Linked DNA regions of Capra hircus: region 1 is linked to region 2. A link is a contact called in public Hi-C data. All regions are on one chromosome and are shown on one strand. The core of a region is the stretch at or near the end of the contact, and the rest is flanking DNA. Distances in the headings are between cores, read along the strand shown.

Region 1 (5,472 bases), core at 2,654-5,153, 71 kb after region 2:
CGATCTTTCACTGTGGGACAAAGATGCGAGCCCCCCACCCAGGTGAGCCTGGGGGACCAGATCAAGGCCCACCTGCAGACCGCCCGACACGCGCCGGCCCCCCACGACGCATGCGCCCCGCACTCACGCCGCTGCAGCTCCTCTCGCTCACGGTAGCGGCCGTACCTCGCCGCGAACGCCGCGTTCACCCGCAGGGGCGACGACCCGCGCGGCTCCGGCATGGCTGCTCTCCGACCCACTGCGCACGCGTCAGGAAAGCACCGCCTCCCTGGAGGCGGGGCTACGCACAGTTTACTTTAAATAGGGGCGGAGCCTCCTGGGCTGCACAGAACCTTGCCCCGGGCCCTTCCGGGATCCCTGGCCCTGGGACCGCAGTCCCCGCCCACGAGCCACGCCTCTGCGGGGAAGGCTGCAGCCACCGCCCATCCCACTCCCCCACCCTCGGGGCTCCCGGCACCCAGCTGACATCTAGGGGCCCTTTCTCCACTCGCGGTTTCCTGCCTCCCTTCCGTTCCGACAGCGTAAACCGCTGCCCCACCCAGCTCACTCACCCGTGGCGCCCTGGGAATTACTACTCTCTCCCCTCCTCCAAAGCATCCACGATCCTCGACCCCCAGGGCCCATTCCCACAAACATCCTGGATACGCGACTCTCCATCGCGTATCAAAAATGACAAGCTACTAGAGCTGTGGTCATGCACCAGTCTTAATTTAATGGGTAAAAACATTAAATTACACACACAACAATATTTTCTATAAAGCTTAATAAATAGACTTTTTTTTTTAAACGCTGTACAAGGGACTGGAAATGAAGCTTTCAACAAAATATGAATGAACTCATACTACCCTTTTATCGATTTGGAACACTCCCCCCTCCCCCATGCCGGAAAGCAGTGTGCACACTTGAGGTCTCTCTCCGTAAGCCGGCCAAGGTCGACAGGTTCCAAGAGCCTTGGAAGAGATGACCTCACTCTCTCACTCTCGAGGGCTGGGGTTTTAAACGCTCTGCCCTTGGGACTCAGTCTGTAGGCGTGGAGGAAACTGAACCGTTCAGGTGGCTGTTGCCTCTAGGAGCCCTTCTCTGCCCAACACACCGAAAGGGGTGAGAAAAAAAAACGAGAAATGCACGTCAAACACACACACCCCAGAAATCAACACCAACAAGCCACAAACCGGTGCCCCTCGGCAGCGGGCAGGAGGAGCAAAGGGAGAAAGTGTTTCTTCCCTCTTCTGACACAGAACTCAGCTGCGTCCTGCTGCTGGAGTGGGTGGCCCCAGGTCACAGGGGTGCCACTGTGTGCCGCTGCAGTATGTCCATGAGCTCCTGGGCCCCTCTCCCCCGTGCCAGCTCTAGGGGTGTGAGCCCCCTGGCGTCCCTGTGATGGAGATCAGACTCGGCAGCCAGGAAGCTGACCACAGGGGTGTGGCCCTCTCTCACTGCCAGGTGGATGGGGAGCGCCCCGGTGCCATCGGGTGCGTTGACATCGGCACCGTGCTCCACCAGCACTTTTAGGGTGTCAAGGAATCCAGTGCGGGCTGCATCGTGGGCCGGAGTGGTGCCCGAGGCGTCCTGGACATTGGGGCTGGCGCCTTGCTTCAGGAGTTCCAGGGCAATGGTGGGACTGCCGAACATCATGACCTGGTGGGGGGAATGGGGGTAGAGAAGGGTCAGGGAGTCTCCAAAGGAGGAGGTCTGGGGAAACGGGTGACTGGAGAGAGGGGTCATTCGGGAGTTGAGAATGCCAGATACAAGGTTCTCAAGAGAAGGAAAAACTCCGGGGAACAAAAACTTTCAGGCAGCTGTTGAGACCCCAGAGAACAAGATCTCCTGGGAATAAGGAACTTCAAAAAACTGGTCACCCCCCGCCCCCCGCTAGGGTATACCCCCGTGGAAATTTTCAGGGAACCTAAGACCCCAAGGAACCAGAGACACTTCTCCCCACAGATGGGAAATCATCAGGAAATATGAACCCCACCAGGAAACAGACCTCAGAGAACAGTCCCCTCCAGGAAATGGAGATGGCCAGGGAATTTAAAACTCCTCCAAGGAATTTCCCCCTCCCATATAGTAGGGATCCTTTCTGATGAAATGGGGTTCCCCTTTTGTAAAGGTCCCCAAGGGAACAGGGACTCCCATGTAATCTGTGACTACTCCCTTATTGGTATCCCCCTCCCCAAATATGCCAGTAAGAAAACCCCGCGGGAATAGAGATTCTCCCCCACAGGAAACTGGATACCTCGCAGAGAACCCCCTGAAAATGGGTACACCTTGGAAATAGGAATCCTTCCTTCCTGCGGTCGGATCGTCCATAGATGCTCCAAGACATTGGAGCTGCCCTCATGAAACTCGGATCCAAAGAAGGCGAACCCTCACCCAGGGAATAAGAACTTCTCCAGGGAAACTGAATCCTTCGCAATCAGAGAGCAAGGAATCCTCCAAAGATGGAAAGCTCTCCCCTCCCCCCAACCTAACCCCATCCACCACCCACCTAAGAAAGGGGACATTAGGGAGCCAAGTCAGCCCAGAGACGCAGGAACAGACCTCAGTCGGCTACCAACGGGAACAAGGAGAGAAGAGGGAAGGGGTCTGCGGGCCGGCCCGGGCTCACCTGCAGCGCCGTCTTGCCAAAGCGGTTCAGAACGTCTGGGTGCACCAGCTCGCGGTGCAGAAGGCGGCGCACCTCCTGCACGTCTCCTCGGGCCGCCGCCCCGCTCAGCCGGTCGCCGGCGTGGACCTCTTCCAGCAGCATGTCGATACTGGCGGCCTGCGAAGCCCCCCGCCCCACCCCGCGGCGGTCAGTGAGGGGGAGCCCACCGGCGCTAGCCCGAACAGCCCTCCCACAGCGTCCCCGGCCTGCGAAGAGGTCGGACTCTCCTGTCTGGGTCTCGGGCGCGACCCCCACCCTCCCGGCCGGCTCCTCCCCCTGTCAGCCGGTGGGTAGAGAGGGGCTGAGAGCCCAGGCCCAACCCTCCGCTAGCCCGCTGGGCCCTGCCCGGCGCCCGCCCCTTGGGGGCCGGGTCTCCCCCCAACTCACCCTCCCTCCTCCTCTTCGGGCGGGGTCTGTTCTGAGCCAGCGTCTCCGCCGCTGCGGAGCAGGCCGCTAGGGGGCGGAGCCAGAGCTCTCGCGGCCCCGCCCCCAAACGCCGCGGATTTGTTTTCTTATGAACTTGCTACGTTGTAGCCCAGCTGCGATGCCCGGCTCCCGACCCTGTAGTGCTCCGCCCTCCTTGCCAGCGCAGCCAATGGCCACGCGTTGCCAGGGAGGCTTTGTGCGCCGGCGTGGGCGGGCCCGCTTCTGATTGGACAAACTTCGGCGACCGGTGAACCGCGAACAATGGCGGGGTTTTCGGTTTTTCAAAAGCGACGGGCGGGCGGGAAAGAGGGCCCGTTTAACTGACCCAGGGGAGAAAGGTCAGGCGCAGGGTAGCGCGGGCTGCTCCGGGACCTCGGCACTTCCGAGGGAAAGGGAGGCAGGGCTGGGACCGCCCAGTTTGGAGTTATGCGGTGCGATAATATTCGTTAGTTCTTACTGTGCAAAGTGCTTTATTTCATTCACTCACTGTGTGCCGGAGCCGTTCTTGGCGCTGGGGGTCCTGCATTCGAGCTACTGAGTAATTTTAGTGTTAAGCACCGTGAGGAAAATAAAGCATGGAAATGGGGTGAGTGAAAAAGGAATCACGTTTGGCTCAGATTGCGCCAGCCCTGGCACAGCAAATGCAAGGGCGTGGAAGAAAGTTCATTCACCAGCTGCCACGTGGGTGAGACTGGGAGGCGAGAGTCGCGTCGGAGGCTCTTAACAGAGGCCTTCAACAGCGGGGCCTTCACACATTTACCGACCTGCTACTGTGTACTATGCACCCCAGTAGAAAGCAAGCCAGGTGCCTCCTGGCTGTTGGATACTTACCTTTTAGAGCTGGAGACGACAATAAATATTTTCAGAGTGCTATACACTGTGGAGCTGACAAAATGAGATAAATAATGGTGTCTTGGGAAAAGAAGGCTTTGAAATAGAGAGGTCGGGCATGGCCACCCTAAGAAGGTGACATTTGATTTGAGACCTGAAGGTGAGGGAAGGAGCCGTGTGTCTCTCAGGAAAAACATACCAGGTGGAGGCGCTACAGATTCAAAGGCCCTGAGCTGTAAGCATGTCTAGTAAGTCCAGGAAGAGCGAGGTATAGAGACGGAGAGAAGGGGGAGGAGGTGAGGGGTGAACAGGCGTGTGGGCTGTGGTGAGCACTTTTACTTTTTAAAAAGAATGGGGAATTTCCCTGGCGGTCCAGTGGTTAAGACTCCGAGCATCTGCTGCAGGGGGTCCAGGTTCAATCCCTGGTCGGGGAACTACGGTCCCGCAAGCTGCCCAGAACGACAGAAATCAATGGGTGGAACCCTGGGAAGCTTCTGTATTGAGGAGCCACGGTCTAGTTTAGGAGTTAATAGGCGCCCTCTGGTGGCTATGATGGGAACTGGCTGTCATGGGAGAGGGAAGCCCAGAGCCTGGGAGACCAAGGTGGGAGCAATTGCGAGGGCCCAGCTGAGAGATGACCAGGGCTGAGAAATGGATATGTTGCCCACTCTTATCCCAGCACCCCAGGGGCACCTCTGACATCCCCAGCCCCCAGCCAAGAAGTACATAACAGCAGCTAGATTCATCTTTTTAATGCCATCCTAAAACTCAGAAATGGGCCAGTGGGGCCTCTGGGCTCAGCAGCTGTGGAGGAGGGACTCCCCACACCTCCTAAGGCAGGTCACTGCAAAAAGGCACTCATGAGGGGGACTTCAAGCCCCTCTTCTATTTCTTCATATAAAACGGGGAGGGGGAGGGGTGAGAGTCTGAGAGCTGGAGATTATCACTCCCAGCCTACCAGTAAAGGAAATGGGTAGGAGCAAGTCAGGTGCTGGGAGTAACAAACCAGTAATTCAAGGGCTGCCCTCACACACACACACCCCATCTTCCCTCCTTCTCTAGTGGAGGCTGCAGTTGGGGCCTGGGGAGAAGACAGCCCAGGTTCAGGCCCCCACTTCTCCCTTCTAGCTGGTACGAAGTTGATAATCTGTAGGGAAACAATGAGCAGGGACCATCTCAGAAGTGGGGGAAGGAGACAGGACAGCACCCCCACCCACAACCCATCCCCTTCCCCAGTGCTCATGATCAACCCCACAAGTCTGTAACAGGGCTAAGGATGGGCTCAAACATGGCGACTGTAACCACAGCACCATGCCTGTCTCCAGGCAACAGACGGGGCTGCTGTGTGTTCAGTTGCTTATCCAAACCCCACCACCACCACCCTGGAACTGGCAACTGTCCCCATTTTAAAGATAGGCAAACCGAGACTCGGGAGGGCACACTGACAAAGATAGGATAGACCTGAGGGCCACGCCTGTCGGTTTTGGAGCCCTCTGAGACAAGATGTTTCAAATCCCCAAGACCATGCCCATTCATCTTGTCCCTGTCATCTCAGGGAGCCGGGCCAC
Region 2 (5,630 bases), core at 175-2,674:
TTCTTGATTTTTCTCATAATTTTATGCTGCTGTTGAGTTTCTATCAGGACTTCTCTTACTTCCCTCTACTCCTTAAATGTCATTTCTCAGAATTTGCCTTTAACCCATTGTTCTTGTTCTATACCAGTGTCTCCAAATATGGTTCCTGCACAAGCCACATCAGCATCAACTGGGAACTTGTTAGAAATGTAGTTTCTTGGTGTCCAACTACTGATTGAGAGATGTTTAGAAAATCCAACACCCGTTTATGATTTAAAAAAAAAAAAACAAAACTAGATATGGGGCCTCCCAAGTGGCACTAGTGGTAAACAGCCCCCCTGCCAATGCAGGAGATGTCGGAGATGCAGGTTCGATCCCTGGGTTGGGAAGATCCCCTGGAGGAGGGCATGGCAACCCCCTCTGGTATTGTTGCCTGGAGAATCCCACGGACAGAAGAGCCCAGAGGGCTACAATCCATAGGATCGAAAAGAGTCAGACACAACCAAAGCAACTTAGCACACACAAAGCAAGGGGGAGCTTCCTGAACTTTAAAAGTTTCTGGCAAAACTTAAAGCATGGATTACAGAAAATCAGATTGAACGGTGGGACATTAGGAACAGTAACATTATAGCCAGAAATAAGACAACAATGCACACGATTACCCTTACTCATCAGCAATGTACACAAAGTCATAACTGGGACTTCCCTGGTGGCCCAGTGGTTAAGAATCCCCTGTGTAATGCAGGGGGTTAGGGTCCAACCCCTGGTTAGGAACTAAGATCCCACATACCAATGAGCAACTAAGCCTGATCACTGTAGCTATGAAGCCCGAGCACTCGAGAACCCACACGCCACAGCTAGAGAGTCCATGCACTGCAACTAAAGATCCCATGTGCAGCCGCTGAGACCCAAAGCAGACTGATGTGTTTAAAAAAAAAAAAAAAAAAAACAGAAAAGCAGTGCATAAACAAAGCTTATATTTTAAGAAATATTTTTCAAAATTTCTTCTTATCTCTATCTTCTTATCTCTATTAGTTAGGATTCTTGGTTCTAACACAGAACCAACAGAAAACTAACTTTGGTTAACTTAGGCAGAAGCAATGAATTTATGGGCAGAAGACAATAAATTAACAAGTAAGTAGGAAGCTGCAGAAAAGGTCAAGATAAAAATGAACACTTTCATGCCACAAAAAGAAGCAGCATCAAGAAAAAGAGTGATACAGTCGATTGTGTGTAGATTTTTTAAATTTTATTTCTAGTTTTGGCTCTGCTAGTTTTCCTCTGCTGTGGGCGGCCTTTCTCTAGTTGCAGCGAGCAGGGGCTACCACCTAGTTTCATTGTGGGCTTCTCACTGCAGTGGCTTCTCTTGTTGCAGAGCGCAGGCTCTAGGGTGTACAGGCTTCAGTAGTTACGGCACGTGGGCTCAGTAGTTGTGGCTCCCGGGCTTCAGAGCGCAGGCTCAGCACTTGTGGCACACCGGCTTAGCTGCTCCATGGCACGTGGGCTCTTCCCAGATCAGGGATCCAACTGGTGTCACCTGCATTGCAAAGCAGATTCTCAGCCGCTGGACCACCAGGAAACCCTGTGTGTGTAGATTTACAAAGAGCTGTGAATCACTGTGCTGCACTTGGAAATTAACATGATGTTATAAATCAGATATACCTCAATTTTTATAAAAATATGTAAAACTTAAAATTAAGTTTAAAAAAGAACTTGCAGAAATAGCAGGAATAAAAAGGACTTGGAGGGTCATCTGCCAGCATCTAGGAAAGCTGGGCTTACTCCATGACCTAGTAAGTTCCACCTCCTAGCACCCATCTGGAGAAAGGAGGCATGATTAAGAGAGGGTGTTGCTGCCTTATCTGTAATTCTGAGAAACTAGAAACAACCTAAACATCTGTCAATAGTGAAAGATAAAACAGAACATCCGGTAGCTGGTAAAAGGAACGTGACATCACAGACAGAGCTTACTGAGAGAGGAAAAGCTCTGTATTGCAGAGTAATACAAGCACCATTATGCCATTTTTTGTAAGGAACTACATAAAACATACAATATTGAAGATTGTTAATTTTTTTTTTTTTTAAGATCTAGAGGGGCTGGGATGGAGAGAGAGTAAGACTTCAGCTTTATCTGTAATGTTTTACCTTTTTAAAAAAGTATTTATTTTTGGCTGTGCTGGGTCTTCGTGGCCATGAGGGCTTTTCTCCAGTTGCAGTGCTCAGGCTTCTTATTGCAGTGGCTTCTCTTGTTGCAGAGCACCAGCTCTAGGGCACACAGGCTCCAGCAGTCGCGGCACCTGGGCTCAGGAGTTGTGGTCCCTGGGCTCTGGAGCACGGGCTCAGCAGTTGTGGAGCACTGGCTAGCTGCTCCTCGGGATTTTCCCAGATCAAGGATCGAACCCTTGTCTCCTGCATTGACAGGTGGATTCTTAACCAGTGAGTCACCAGGGAAGTCCTGTAATGTTTTAACTTTTTTTTTAAGGCAGTTTTTAGGTATTTAATAAATGAAAATTATGTGGTGCACTGGGCTTGCACGGTCTGCCTCCCTCACCTCTGTTAAGCCTCTTCTGGCACCATGTTCCTCCTCCCTCTCAGAGCTTCACCTAGGCTTGCTTTTCAGTGCCACAGGGCAGATGGTTCCTCTGTCCAGAATCTTACCCCTCTTTTCCCTCACCTAGTTTACACTCTGAACTTCTGTGAAAAAACCACTTCAAGAATGCTTTCTCAAGGCATCTGACCTAGGTTGAGCTCCAGCCCTTCAGAAAGCTTACCTAAGAAATTAAATACATATACTCAATGTGATTATTTTATTGTTGTTTAGTAACTAAGTCACATCTGACTCTTTTTTGACCCCATGGACTGTAGCCCGCCAGGCTTCTCTGTCCATGGGATTTCCCAGGCAAGAATACCGGACTGGGTTGCATTTGCTTCTTCAGGGGATCTTCCTGGCCCAGAGATCAAAGCCGAGTCTCCTGCATGGCAGGAGGATTCTTTACTGTTGAGCCACCAGGGAAGTTGGATTATTTCATTAGCTCTATGAAAACAGACCAGTGTCATGCTTGCTCCTCATTGTATCTTCATGTCTAGCACAGAGCAACCATTCAAGAGCTATTTGTTGGAAGCAGCAAAGATTGAGGGTTTGAAAAATCTGCTTCAGTACTTTCCAAAAACAACCGTTATCTTGAGGCTACAAACCTAACACACTCCGAACCATCGTCACTTCCTCCTGTAACAGCAGATTCCTCTAAGGACCCCTCCACTTGGCTTCTTAAGCTTCAAAACCACCCGGGAGCATTCCTGATGATTCATCCATCCTATCTAAGCAGTCTATTCTCCTGTAGACTCTCCTTTATTCCCATAGGCACCTGCCTGATCCACACCACCGGCCTGTCACCCAGCTACTGCGCCAGCTGCTTACCCTTTCCCACTGTACCTCTATCCGCAGCCATTCCCACTTAGCTTCCAGAGCTATCAAATGCAAACTTAATCATGTCTGTCACTCAACACAGTTGTTAATATATCTGGTTTACCTGGAGAGTAACCAATGAACCTGGTTTACTGGGACTAAATGGTTCCTGGGATGCCAGCCTTTCAGCGTTCAAACTGGAAAAGTCCCAGGCAAACTAGGATAAGTTGGTCACCCTACTCCCCGACTAGGCTGTAATTTCCATGAGGGCAGGGATCTTTGGGGGCTCGTTCACTGTCAGTCCCATTGCCTGGAAGAGTAAGGCATAAAATCAAGTTGTCTTTTGCAGAGATAGAAAGTGAACATAAATACTCACCTTTGGAAGTATCACCTCACACCGATCAGAATAGCCATCATCAAAAAACCTACAAATAATGAATGCTGGAGAGAGAGTGGAGAAAAGGGAACCCTCTTGCACTGTTTGTGGGAATGTAAATTGATAGCGCCACTATGGAGAACAGTATGGAGATTCCTTTAAAAACTAGGAATAAAACCACCATATGACCCAACAATCTCACTGCTGGGCATATATATACCTTGAGAAAACCGTAAGTGAAAAAGGCACGTGTCCCAGTGTTCACTGCAGCACTGTTTAAAGTAGCCAGGACATGGAAGCAATTTACGTGTTCATCAACAGATCAATGGATAAAAAAGTTTTGGTACACATACACAATAGAATATTACTCAGCCATGAAAAGGAACACATTTGAGTCAGTTCTAGTGAGGTGGATGAACCCAAAGCATGTTATACAAGGTGAAGCTAGGTCAGAAAGAGAAAAACAAGCGTCATATATTAACACATAAATATGGCATCTAGAAAAATGGTATTGATGAAACTATTTGCAGAGCAGGAATAGAGATGCAGACATAAAGAAGAGACTTTGGCCAGCAAGGGAAGGAGAGGTTGGGATGAAGTGAGAGAACAGTATTAAAACATACATATTGCCATATATAAAACAGGTAAAGCTAATGGGAAAAGTTGCTGTATAATTCAGGGAGCTCAAAGCGCCGCTCTGTGACAACCTAAAGTGGGGTCGGGGAGAAGTTCAAGAAGGAGGGGACCTATGTGTACTTATGGCTGCCTGATTCGTGTTGCTGTATGGCAGAAGACCACACAATAGTGGAAAGCAATTATTCTCCAATTAAGTTTTTAAAAAATACTCACCTTTGTTGGTCCAGCAGCTCACATAGGGTCTAGCGCCAAGTAGCATCCAGGTACTGTTTTTTCAGACAGGAAACTGTTTACCTGACTTCTAAACTGTTTACCCAAACTGCCTTACTGAATCAGGTTGACTTGACATCAAGACCATGGCTCTAATGCCTCTGAAAGGAAACAGCACTCTGGGGTAGGCTGTGGGGCTTCTAGCAACCACATTATACGTAAATCCCTATTCTAGATTAGATCGTTGTTTCTGGCTATGCACACTGATCCCACAGGACCTACTTACGTATCTACTTATTTACTTACTTGGGCTTCCCTGACGGCTCAAGTGGTAAAGAATATGCCTGCAATACAGAAGACACAGGAGACATGGGTTCAATCCCTGAGTCAGGAAGACCCCCTGGAGAAGGAAATGGCAACCCACTCTAGTATTCTTGTCTGCAAAATTCCATGGACAAAAGAGCCTGGCGGGCTACATATGCCTCCATAAGGTCACAAAGAGTCAGACATGACTGAGCACACGTGTGCATTTATTTACTTACTTATTTTGGCCAAGTTGCATAGCATGCGGGATATTAGTTGCCCGACTAGAGACTGAACCTTGAACCTGTGTCCCCTGCAGTGGAATGCAGAGTGAATCTTAACCACTGGACCTCCAGGGAAGGGCTGCCATGGGACTTCTGTAACACCCGCTTTGACAAACACACAGGTGGAGCAAGTTATAGCCGAGAGGGACTGCTTTCAGGTACCACAGAGGTCAAGTCTGCACCCCACCACTTGGGAAGGTCACTTCTCTGAACCTCTTCTTTTCATCTGTAGAGTTCCGGGACTTCCCTGGTGGTCCAGTGTCTAAGACTCCATGCTCCTGATGCAGGGGACCCCAGGTTGGATCCCTGGTCAGGGATCTAAATCCCACATGCCACAATTGAGTTCACATGCCACAGCTGAAACATCCCACATGCCTCAACGAAGATCAAAGATTTTCCACAACCAAGATCCGACATGGCCAAATGCATGAAGGTT

The links. Hi-C and Micro-C count contacts between places; a contact is called where the count stands out from the background.
Region 1: a contact with region 2 is called in a Hi-C map of blood, with 3 times the contacts expected there. The contact joins the promoter of CDKN2D here to the enhancer-like site in region 2. A contact is called at or near these places in 4 of 5 Hi-C or Micro-C datasets (blood and liver).

Annotation. Positions count from the first base shown.
Region 1 is chr7:94,949,456-94,954,927 of ARS1.2, forward strand. It overlaps CDKN2D (cyclin-dependent kinase 4 inhibitor D), which reads right to left and starts at 3,904. Exons shown (of 3, transcript XM_018051064.1): 1 at 3,035-3,904; 2 at 2,609-2,764; 3 at 688-1,638. The coding sequence starts at 2,749. The coding sequence ends at 1,279. AP1M2 (AP-1 complex subunit mu-2) reads right to left here. Exons shown (of 12, transcript XM_013965162.2): 12 at 4,642-5,051. The coding sequence ends at 5,029. It overlaps KRI1 (protein KRI1 homolog), which reads right to left and starts at 264. Exons shown (of 19, transcript XM_018051055.1): 1 at 128-264; 2 at 1-10. The coding sequence starts at 221.
Region 2 is chr7:94,881,052-94,886,681 of ARS1.2, forward strand. No RefSeq gene overlaps it. Among named protein-coding and RNA genes, the nearest start is that of KEAP1, 15 kb to the right of the region's middle. Within about 2 kb of position 1,425, at least 1 of the 5 cell types and tissues checked has an H3K27ac peak or open chromatin away from gene starts, as enhancers often do.